Linked DNA regions of Mus musculus: all the other regions are linked to region 3. Evidence: chromatin contacts called from public HiChIP or PLAC-seq data. All regions are on one chromosome and are shown on one strand. The core of a region is the stretch at or near the end of the contact, and the rest is flanking DNA. Distances in the headings are between cores, read along the strand shown.

The links. HiChIP or PLAC-seq counts read pairs in DNA pulled down with a chosen protein or histone mark.
Region 1: a FOXA1 HiChIP or PLAC-seq map of pancreatic cancer cells shows a contact between it and region 3. The contact joins two enhancer-like sites. A contact is called at or near these places in 1 of 15 datasets of contacts at CTCF or cohesin (the NIH/3T3 cell line), 20 of 484 Hi-C or Micro-C datasets (CD8 T cells, the CH12 cell line, LSK cells and 9 more), 1 of 115 datasets of contacts at active chromatin or transcription factors (pancreatic cancer cells) and 1 of 9 other capture datasets (adipose tissue).
Region 2: a contact with region 3 is called in a CTCF HiChIP or PLAC-seq map of the NIH/3T3 cell line, with 7 read pairs. The contact joins two enhancer-like sites. A contact is called at or near these places in 1 of 15 datasets of contacts at CTCF or cohesin (the NIH/3T3 cell line) and 1 of 484 Hi-C or Micro-C datasets (nephron progenitors).

Annotation. Positions count from the first base shown.
Region 1 is chr11:54,000,997-54,004,599 of GRCm38.p6, forward strand. The region is part of intron 3 of Slc22a4 (solute carrier family 22 (organic cation transporter), member 4); the gene reads right to left. Among named protein-coding and RNA genes, the nearest start is that of Slc22a21, 22 kb to the left of the region's middle. Within about 2 kb of position 1,910, at least 59 of the 459 cell types and tissues checked have an H3K27ac peak or open chromatin away from gene starts, as enhancers often do. A contact at or near this core is called in adipose tissue and pancreatic cancer cells, where this site is marked.
Region 2 is chr11:53,927,106-53,930,958 of GRCm38.p6, forward strand. It overlaps the pseudogene Gm12220. Among named protein-coding and RNA genes, the nearest start is that of Slc22a5, 37 kb to the left of the region's middle. Within about 2 kb of position 1,681, at least 11 of the 459 cell types and tissues checked have an H3K27ac peak or open chromatin away from gene starts, as enhancers often do. A contact at or near this core is called in the NIH/3T3 cell line, where this site is marked.
Region 3 is chr11:54,180,003-54,183,714 of GRCm38.p6, forward strand. The region is part of intron 3 of Gm12223 (a long non-coding RNA gene); the gene reads left to right. All of the region lies in intron 2 of 4933405E24Rik (RIKEN cDNA 4933405E24 gene), which reads right to left. Among named protein-coding and RNA genes, the nearest start is that of 4933405E24Rik, 31 kb to the right of the region's middle. Within about 2 kb of position 1,854, at least 46 of the 459 cell types and tissues checked have an H3K27ac peak or open chromatin away from gene starts, as enhancers often do. A contact at or near this core is called in the NIH/3T3 cell line, adipose tissue and pancreatic cancer cells, where this site is marked.

The sequences.
Region 1 (3,603 bases), core at 660-3,159, 180 kb before region 3:
TGATGGGATCTAGAATCACCTAGGAGACAAATCTCTGGCATATTTGTGAGGGATTTCTGTTGTGGATTGGTTCTAATGCTATTTGTGTTCATTCGGCTCCCAAAATCACAGGGAACCCACACGTCTGAACTGAGGGTCCCTGTCCCCAGTTGGCTCTGACTGGGAAATAAAGTTGCCAGCAGCCAATGGATGGGCAGGGAGACAGAGGTGGGGCCTTTAGGATTCCTGGACAAGAAATGCAGAAGAGAAGGAAGAGGGCATCCCACCATGACAAGGGTGTAGGAGACCACACCGGGAAAGTGCAGGAGGGAGAGACGGCTGAAATGTAGATGCAAAGGGGAAAGCAGCCCCTGGAGGACCCCAGAAGGGTCCAGGGCAGCAAGGATAAAATACAGATTTAGTAAGTGTGTTAACTCAGGAATATTGGAGGGGAGTGTGTTAGCCACATGGAGGTTCAGAAGTGGCCTAACCATTAAGCTAGTTATACCATATTAAAATATAAAGTGTGTGTGTGTGTGTGTGTGTGTGTGTTTCCATCTGGGATCCAGAACATAAGGGCAGGTGGTGAGAAGTGTGTGTGTACCTGCCAGGAGATAGAGCAGATTTAACAAATTACCTCATCAGGTTTCTAGATCGACTTAACTGGGGAGAAAGGTCCCCATAAATGTGGGTGGAGCCAGGGTATGGGAGAGGGTGCTGGGCTGAATAAAAAAGAGAAGGCCAGGTGGGCACAAGCATTCATTTCTCTGCTTCCTGACTGGAGATACAGTGTGGTTGGGGGACTCCAACTTCTGCTGCCACGACACAGAAAATGAGATCTGGGTTTTTGAGATAAGCTAGCCTATGGTATTTGGCTATGCTATTTCATTCAAATAGGCCAGGACAAATTTATATTTCAAGTTTAAAGCATTTAAAGGTTGGAGTATAGCTTAGTTATACAGTGCATGCAAGAAGCCCTTGGTTTGATCCTTAATACAAAAAGATATGTACATTAATAAATTAGTGAAAAACAATACAAAATAGGTGGCTGATAAAAAGCCATGTAATTGATGTAGTTAAATCTCAAATATGACTGAGATCCCTGGTAGCCAAAGTTATAGAACATGCCATCAAGTGTATGCTCATTGAAAGGGAAACATATGGATTGGATCAAATGAGCTTTAAACATGTCTAAAGAGAAGCTACAGCAAGGATGGCAGGGGTGGGGTGGGGTCGTGGTTGGGTGTTGATGTTAGAAGTCTGAAAAATACTGAATTAGTGAGCTCAGTCAAGGCAGGAGGTGGTTAGGTTTTCTGAAGACAGAGAACCAGAGGGCGCTGTTGCGCTGCAGGAAAACCCGCAGCCACCAGGTCCATCCTTCCACCAAGCCCTCCCTTGCTGAGAAGCGGTTCTTTACAGGGGATGAAGGAGATCCACTGCTGGCATCTTACCCAGCAGTCTGTAGGCAGGTTGAGGGTGCTATGCCTGAGACTAACACAGGGCCTAGAAAGCTGGGGTGAGAGGGTCAATGACCCTGATTTTGAGTCTCACTTCCCCCACCCTGGGAGGTGTATCCTGTGTGTGTTGCTCTGAGGAGCATGAGTTTAGTTGGCCTTTTGTACTATCCTAAGACTCTTGCAAGCCTAGTGAGGTTTTTAAGAGCAGCCTAGAAGAAGGCTCATTCCTGTACTGCTTTGGGAACAATTCAGGTTCTGGAATCAACACAGAGATTAATCCCCAGGATGAACATTTTACCATCCCAAGCATCCAGATTCCCAGAGCTGGGAAGATCAAAGTTCAGGGAACTTCTCAAATGAAAATCTGTTAGGTTCAAATCTGGCTTCAAGGAAAAGAAAACCAACAGAAGCCTGGAAAGTAGCTGTTTTACTCGTGAAACACCAGAGGGCACTGCTGTGCTGCAGGAAAACCAGCAGCCACCATGTCTGTCTTTCCACAAAGTCCTCCTCCCCTGTAGAAGTGCCTGGGATGCCATCTGTTCTGGGACAGATCAGTTTTCAGCGACACTTTCAGGCCTTCAGACCTAAGATCGTAACACAAGTGTTATCCCAGAACCTAATGTTAGCAGTTTCCCTCCGAGCCCGCTAGAATGAGAAGGGTGGACCCAAGCAGACAGCGAGCCCTGTGAGTGCAGTCTTCTCTGTTAACTGTTGGCCTGACACACCTAAGCTCCTGCCCACCCTTGACCTGGCCCTCTTCTTCTCTACCCTGCACTCGAGGCCATGGCCACGTGGGAAGGAGGGTTGTGGAAGGCAGTGCCAGAGCTGTGGTACTTGAGGGGGCTGGGGCTGCTGCTGGGTGGCTGGGCCTGTGGATAAAGTGCTTGCAGTACAAGGATGAGGATGTGAGCTCAAATGCCCAGGACCCGCTTAAAAGAGCTGGGCACTGTGGAACACGCCTGAGAACCCAGTGCTGATGGGACAGAGACAGGAGGCCTCTGGGGTAAGTTACCTGAGAGCTCCAAGTTTAATGTAAGTTTATGCCAAAGAATAAGGTGAATGGCCAGCTGGCTGGCTCAGTGCCAGTCCTGGTCAGCTGAGTTGACTCCCAGGGCCCAGCGTGGTGGGAGGAGAAAATGAAGTCCCACTAGTTCTCTGCTTTTCACCCGTGTGCTATGGCTTGCATGCACCCCCTTTCCTCATACAAAATAAACATTCATTTAGAAAAATAGGCAGAGAGCAATTGTGAAGGACATCCAGTGTTTCCCTCTGCATTAACCTGCCCACACTCCTGAGCTCATACTTATGCATACATAAACACTCACAGAGACAGACAGATAGACACACAGATAGACAAACACAGACACATAGAGACATACATACATACATACATACATACATACATACAGACAGACAGACAGACACAAGTTAAATAAGTAAAATGCATCAGAGGATGAGGCTGTCTGGCATAGACCACTCCTTGCTCCCAGCCGGGGCTGCTCTGACTTTGTCCTCCCATCCAGAGGGACCCTCACGTCCCACCCTTCCCAGGTCTTACATCACTTACTGCTTGCAGCTCTTTTCTTTCTACACAAACGTCTCTGCTCTCTACAGACATAATAATATTTGTTATGGTGAAGTGTTGTTGTTGTTTTGCTTTTAAGAGACATGGTATTGCTACATAGCCCAGGCTATCCTAAAACTGATCATTCTCCTGTCTCTGTCTCCTGAGAACATGTGTGCATCTTCACAGATAACCTCAGAAAAACTCCTGTCGCTCTCCTCATCCTCCTCGGAAGGCTGAGAACCTCGCTCCTCATGCCAGGGCCTGCTTAATGGAGGGCTGCTTATTGAGCCACGCGGAACCCTGTGTCTCCTGCTTGCACTATCCCTTCCTGTGAGTCCTCTTCCCTCAGACACGAGGCTGGGCCCGTGGCAAGAGGCCATTCACCAATAATTAAAGGAATGGAATTTGGACAATTCCACCTTGGCAACCTGACAGAGGGTGTGCATGTATTTGGCTAACACAACATAACACGGCTAAGGCCAGTGAGTCACAAACTCCTGAGAGCAATCAGAACTACATAGCCAGGTGTAGGAAAGGCTATTCGACCTCTATGATAGAGCACGATCAATAGTTAAGCTGGAACAATGGGAAAAGACTGTG
Region 2 (3,853 bases), core at 431-2,930, 250 kb before region 3:
GCCTTACAGTTGTATCTCATGGAGGCATTTCCTCAACTGAAGCTCCTTTCTCTGTGGTAACTACAGCTGTGTCAAGTTGACACAAAACTAGCCAGTACAATTGACCCCTTGTCAACTTGACACACAAACACATCACTAGTAAGCCTCAACCCTTACATTCTTATTCATCCCCAAGATCTAAATAACTTTAAATGTCCCACAGTCTTTACATATTCTTAAATTTTCAATCTCTTTAAAATATCCATCTCTTTTAAAATCCAAACTCTTTTTACAATTAAAAGTCTCTTAACTGTGGGCTCCACTAAAACAGTTTCTTCCTTCAAGAGGGAAAATATCAGGGCACAGTCACAATCAAAGCAAAAATCAATATCCAACTGTCCAATGTCTGGGATCCAACTCATGATCTTCTGGGCTCCTCCAAGGGCTTGGGTCACTTCTCCAGCCATGCCCTTTGTAGCACACGCGTCATCCTCTAGGCTCCAGATGCCTGTACCCCACTGCTGCTGCTGCTCTTGGTGGTCATCTCATGGTACTGGCATCTCCAAAACACTGCATGACCCCTTCAGTCCTGGGCCTTCAATTGCAACTGCGCCTGCACCTTCACCAATGGCCTTCCATGGCCTCTCACGGTGCCGAGCCTCAGCTGCTTTGCGTGACCCGTTCATGCCTTCAAAACCAGTACCACCTGGGTGACCCTTACATATTACCAAGTCCCGCTGCAGCAGGAGTACAACCTTGGCCATCTCTGGAACACAGCCTCTTTGTGCTTTCAGAAAACACTTCCCAGAAGATGTCACCTCAATGATGCTGGTCTCTTCTTAATCACCGCTAATTTCTTAGCTCCAGCTAACCAGTATCAATAGTCCCAGTAATGCAAAGTTTTTGCTTTAGTAGTTCTGGTATCTTGTTAATCACAGCTGATTCTTCAGCCCCAGCTAACCAGAACTACAGAATCTTCACAATCAAAACAGCAATGGCCCTAAAAAGCCTTTAATTTTCCCTCTGAAATTTCACAAACCAGAGCTCCATCTTCTGCAGTGTTCTCAACATTATCTTCCAAGCTCCTACACGACATCCGACAGAGCTCTTAACAACGGATGGATCTTCAAGCCCAAAGTTCCAAAGTCCTTCCACAGTCCTCCCCAAAACATGGTCAGATTGTCACAGGAATACCCCACTCTGCTGGTACCAATTTGTCTTAGTCAGGGTTTCTATTCCTGCACAAACATCATGACCAAGAAGCAAGTTGGGGAGGAAAGGGTTTATTCGGCTTACACTTCCATGCTGCTGTTCATCACCAAAGGAAGTCAGGACTGGAACTCAAGCAGGTCAGGGAGCAGGAGCTGATGCAGAGGCCATGGAGGGATGTTCTTTACTGGCTTGCCTCCTCTGGCTTGCTCAGTCTGCTCTCTTATAGAATCCAAGGCAGCCAGCCCAGAGATGGTCCCACCCACAAGGGGCCCTTCCCCCTTGATCACTAATTGAGAAAATGCCTTACAGTTGTATCTCATGGAGGCATTTCCTCAACTGAAGCTCCTTTCTCTGTGGTAACTACAGCTGTGTCAAGTTGACACAAAACTAGCCAGTACACTTACAAATTCAGCATAATGTATAACACTTCCTTTGAGATAGTTTGCTGGACATGGGCCCTGGTATGCCAAGCATGCATTCTTTCCCTGATCTACCTACCACCAGTTTCTCAATACCTAATGCGATGCAGAAATGGTGTAAGAGTGGCTGTAGTGTATGTAGTGTTTAGGGAATAACAAGAAAACCAGCCTGAACACGCTCAGGGCACTTTTTTTCTGGTTCTTCGAATCCACAGATCTGGAACTTGTGGGTAGCTGGAACTTGTCTGTACTGTGGTTGAATAGAGAAAGAGGATTTCTAAAGAAAGGAAAGTGCTCAAAACTGAGCACAGAGTTAAAGACACAACCCAGCAGTACCAGCTCCACAGACCACATGGAAATACATGGGCAGGAGGAGACTGGAGTGGGAAGTATCTGGAAGAAGTCTGAGACAGGCTTCCTACAGTGCACATGCCCAGTCACTGAGATGCAGAGTGCTGGAAGTTTGGAGGCAGCAGGGCAAGCTGCAGCAGAGAGCAGGCAGAAGCAGCTAGGTGAACAGTGGGCTTAACTCTGGGGTGCTTGCCTGGCACCAGGCAGAGGGCTGGCTGGGAATGGCGGTTGTACTCACCACCACAGGGGGACACAAAATAGCCCAGGCAGTGTCAGGGCCAGCAGCAGCATCCTCCAGTCTCTGATGAAGTATGCAAACAGTGGCAGGACCATGTAGCCGATTGCAAAAAATGTACAGACTCCTAATGTGGAGAAGATGATGCGAACCGACTTGCTCAGGATTTCAGTTCCTGTTCAAAACAATGGGCAGTATTAGCATTTCTGCTCTCTTCAACATTTGCCTTTTTGAGATGGGGTCTCTTTCCAGAGCTGGGGATTGAACCTGTGAATGCCTGGCAAGGATTTTACCAATGAGCTATACCTGAGCCCAACATCCATTTGTTACAGTATTACCTGGAAGTTGGAGTTCTAGTCACTGTTCTATTGCTGGGAAGAGACAGCACAAACAAGGTAACTCTTATAAAAGAAAGCATTTAATTGAGGGTTTGCTTGGTCCATCATCATGGTGGGGAGCATGATGTAAGAATGGTGGTGTAGCAGCAGCTGAGAGCAAGTGAACTGCACTCTTGAAACCTCAAAGTTCAACCCCAGTGACACTTTTTCTCCAACATGGCCACACCCAGTCCTTCTAATCCTATCAAAGAGTTCGATTCCCTGGTGACTAAGCATTCAAGTACCACAAAAGAAGGCCTTTGCCTTGTGCCCTGAGTAGCAATTTCAGGGTGTGTCCTGGGAGTAAGGAAGGGCAGGGTGGACAATGTTGATAGAAACCAAGATTCGGGAACTTCAGGGAGGATGGGGTTTCAGATTTTTAAAGTCACGGGCTCAGATAAAGGCCATTTTATGTCATAGGGCAATCATGCCAGCTGTGGTGGTTTGAATGAGAGTGGTTCCTTACAGGATCATACATTTGAATATGTTGTCTCCAGTTGGTGGAACCATTTGGGAAGGCTTAGAGGGTTAGAGGTGTGTGTAATAGGGGACTGGGGCTGGTGTTTCAAAGGACTTGCATTATTACTCCTGCTTATGGGTCAAGATGAGAGCTCAGAGCTATTCCTGCCAGCATGCCTTTGGTCAACCATCACAGACTCTGACCCTATGACTCCTCATGCTCACAAACAAACGCTGGAGAAACCAGGAACGTTCATCACTCAAGGGTGTCTCCTCAGAGTAGGAAATAAATACCTGTTTTCCATCCAGAAGCCTGGGAGATGATATTCTTAACGACCCAGTGACCTTTGCTATCTGTAGAGCCAGACCTCACCCAAGTACCCAGAATGCTTATTTTATCTTAGATTCTCTTCCTAGTCCTTTAGCTCCCAATCAGTACTATCCATCCTCAGGGGGGTGTCACATGTACTTTATAGCCTGCTGATCTCTATGCTGTCTCAGTCAGAGACCACACCAGATCCTAGACCCTTGAGGTCTAGAACCCATCTTCATAGTCCCATGTACTCTGCAAAGGAAATTCTATGCAGTCACACATTAAGGGTTATTGCGTGCCTGAAATCAGGATAATTGCTGCCTGGAAACTTTTCCAAACCGTACTTGGTTAAAATATGCTTACACCACCTGGCATCAGACTCTTGATTCCTGATAGTTTGGTTCACCCTAACTGAGCCTAGCTGAACTGAGTTTTCTTTTCGCCTCTTTGAGGTTCCTTTCCCTGTTGGCCATAATGCTTGAAGGGACCCCCACGTGTAAGCCCAATT
Region 3 (3,712 bases), core at 604-3,103:
GCTCAGTGGCCAGGCAGCCTAGCTGAATTCATGCGCTCCAGGCCCCAGTGAGGAATCAGGTGTGTGTGTGTGTGTGTGTGTGTGTGTGTGTGTGTGTGTGTGTGTGTGTGTGTGTTAAGATGGCTTAGCAGCTAAGAGCAGGCACTGACTGCTCTTGTAAAGGACCCAAGTTTAGTCCCCAGTGTCCATGGCAGACACATAGCAAGTGCCTGTAACTCCAGCTTCAGGGGGATCAGATGCCACTGTGTGCAACCCTCCCCCACATAATTAAAAATAAAATAAATTTAAAACGTAAGGTGGACAGCCCCTGAGTGATACCTGAGGTTCACATCGGTTCTCTCCATGTACATGCATTGCACATGTATGTGGACCCATGTACATGTGAACACATGCATACACACTTGCACACACACAAATTATAGGAAATACTGAGAAGATGACAGCACTAGAATGGTAAGGAGCCCACTTGTGAAAGGTCTAGACTGTGAGTGTCCTAGGCTGGATGTCAATCAGGCACAAAAGCATGAGGAAGGCAAAGCCTGATCAACATAATGTTTGGAAGCAGCCCTTCCTGCTTTAGTTATATATTCATATTAAATATTGCATATTTAGCTACATATCTTCTCCATAGTTGCAGGAACAAAACAATAGAAAATCCTTTTTTAAAAATTTATGTTAATTTTAATAGTATACTTATATATTCTTATTATATTTTAAAATTATTAACCATTTTATATTAATTACTGAGTTCATTATAAATTCAATTTTGTCATAGTTGTGTAACTGTGAAGAAATATATTCAGACTATGTATATGTACACATAAAAGTTTCTATACTACATACAGTTTCCAATATCTACACAGTGTCTTTTTTTTCTTTTTTTATATGAATGCTCTTTTTTTAAAATTAGGTATTTTCTTCATTTACATTTCCAATGCTATCCCAAAAGCCCCCCCATATCCTCCCCCCCCAACTCCCCTACCCACCCATTCCCACTTTTTGGCCCTGGTGTTCCCCTGTACTGAGGCATATAAAGTTTGCAAGACCAAGGGGCCTCTCTTTCCAATGATGGCTGACTAGGCCATCTTCTGCTACATATGCAGCTAGAGACACGAGCTCCCGGGGGTACTGGTTAGTTCATATTGTTGTTCCACCTATAGGGTTGCAGACCCCTTTAGCTCCTTGGGTACTTTCTCTAGCTCCTCCATTGGGGACCCTGTGTTCCATTCAATAGCTGACTGTGAGCATCCACTTCTGTGTTTGCCAGGCACCGACATAGCCTCACAAGAGACAGCTATATCAGGGTCCTTTCAGCAAAATCTTGCTGGCGTATGCAATGGTGTCTGCATTTAGAGGCTGATTATGGGATGGATCCCCGGGTGCGGCAGTCTCTAGATGGTCCATCCTTTTATCTCAGCTCCAAAGAAAATCCTAATCACCTATTTTTTTGAAGTTGGGAGTTTCAGATGTATCGGAGTTCCATGGACTTTGGAGCAGTAATCGAAGTACCACAATCTATCTATTTGGACTTTGAGTCTCAGGGATCCACTCATTAGGGTACCTGACCCAAACCATCTTTAAGGATTCTGAGCCCCATTCAATAATGTCTTCTGAAAGCATGAGCAACACACTTGCTCACTTGCTACTAAAGTTTTGCAGGGAGTTCTATGAGTCCCCGGTAAGTCACCTAAAGCCACACTCTACCCTGTCACTATGTAACAAAATCATGATCGCCTCTTGGTTAGAACTGAGGACTTTTGGCAGCAGCGATTCTGTGTTTCCTGCTGGTCTGCAAACATGAGGAGCTCAACGTGACAGGGCAATAGGCATAGTTTAAATTCCGCTGAGAAGTCCCAGTCAGGCTCCTCTGATGCAAGCATTTCCCTCTGGGATCCAGGCCGGTAGAACAGTGCAGTCTGGTAGGATGTTTTGCAACAATGGAAATCTTCTGCGCTGTCCAACATTCTTGCTACTTTTTCATATGGCCATTGAACGCTTGAAATGTGCCAAGTATGAATGAGGAACTGAATCTTTAATTACACCTAAGGGTAAACACCCATGCATGGTTAGATGGCTACCCTTAGCTAGTGCATTTGTCTAGCGATGGAGGGAGAGGAAACACTCTTCCGATGAGTCACTCCAGCACACAGAGGGGTCATTTCTATTTCCACTCATCAGTTTCCAGACCCATGCATTCTTCATGCTATGCTTATTGGTTTGGGATGTATGATGCAGCCTAGAAGAGGATCCTGACTTTGCAGAACACAATCTTCAAGCTGATATCTTACCCAAAGCTTCAAGAAACCATTCCTTTACCCTGTCAAGTGACCAGTTCACTGGCAATGGATGATATAATTAAATCAGCAGTTGCTTTGGTCATTTTTCCCATTTCCCTGTGCATTTTGCTTAGTGAAAGTCTCAATTTGACTCTCCTTTTGGGTATTAGTATTGGCCAAGGATCTGGGGAAATTGATCTTAGTCAACATGAAGTTCTATTTCTAGGTGGAAGAGGTCCTGTTTAACTTGGTAGGTAGCTGGTGGCTTTCTCTGATGATATTATCTGTTCAAGGGTCTCTTTCATCTAACCGACTAGAAGTTTCATCTTAATGTTTAAATGTTCCTACTTCCTCCTGTTCTTACCAACACTCTCCTGCTATGTAATTTTATTATTTCTTAAAAAACTATGTGTATGTGTATGTGTATGTGTATGTGTATGTGTATGTGTATGTGTATGTGTATGTGTATGTGTATGTGTATGTGTATGTGTTTGTGTATGTGTATGTCTGTGAAGGGATGCACACATGCGTGCAAAGTTCACAGAGGCCAGAAGAGGCATCAGATCACCTGGAGCAGGCGTTGTAGGCAGTTGTAAACTGCCTTACATGAGTGGGTGTTGGGAACTGAACTTGGGTCTTCTGCAAGCGAAGCAGTACTTTTAATGTTAAGCCGTGTCTCCAGCCCCTGCTTCATCCTGTATCCTGCGGTTTAGATTTATATTTTCCTGATGGTTAAGAGGGCTGAGTATCTTTTCATGTACTTATTGGTCACTTGTATATCTTTGAAAAATAACTACTCAGAGCCCTTGCTACGTGGGGGTTTGGCAGTACGTGGGAGGTTGGCAGTATGTGGGTTGTTGTTGGTGGTACAGTGCTCTTCCTCTGTGCTGAATCCTTTCCTGATGATTTTCTCTGACACATAAAAGGTTGGGTTTTTTTCCCCCACATGTTTTATAATGGTCAATAATGACTGATTATTAATGGGTGCCAGCTCCAGTCAATTCATGTGTGTGTGTCTGTGTGTGTGTATGTGTGTGTGTGTGTGTGTATGTGAGTGTGTGCACATATGTGTGTATGTGTGCGTGTGTGTGTGTATATGTGTGCATGTGTGTGCGCATGTGTGTGTGTGCATGTAATTTTATGTCTATGAGTGTTTTGCCTGCATGTAAGTATGTGTTCCATGTGCATGAAGTGCTCGTGGAGACTAGAAGAGGGCACTGGAGTTATGGGCAGTTGTGAGCCTCCATGAGAGTGCTGGGAATTGTACCTATGTCTTCTGCAAGAGCAACAAGTGCTCTTAACCACTGAGTCATCTTTCACGCCCTTTGACTAAAAAAAAAATTAAATCTCCTCCTCAAACATCCGTTCTGTATATCCCTGTTCATCCCACTCCGAGCTATTGACCTCCCCTGTGCATGGGAATAATAAAATGCAGC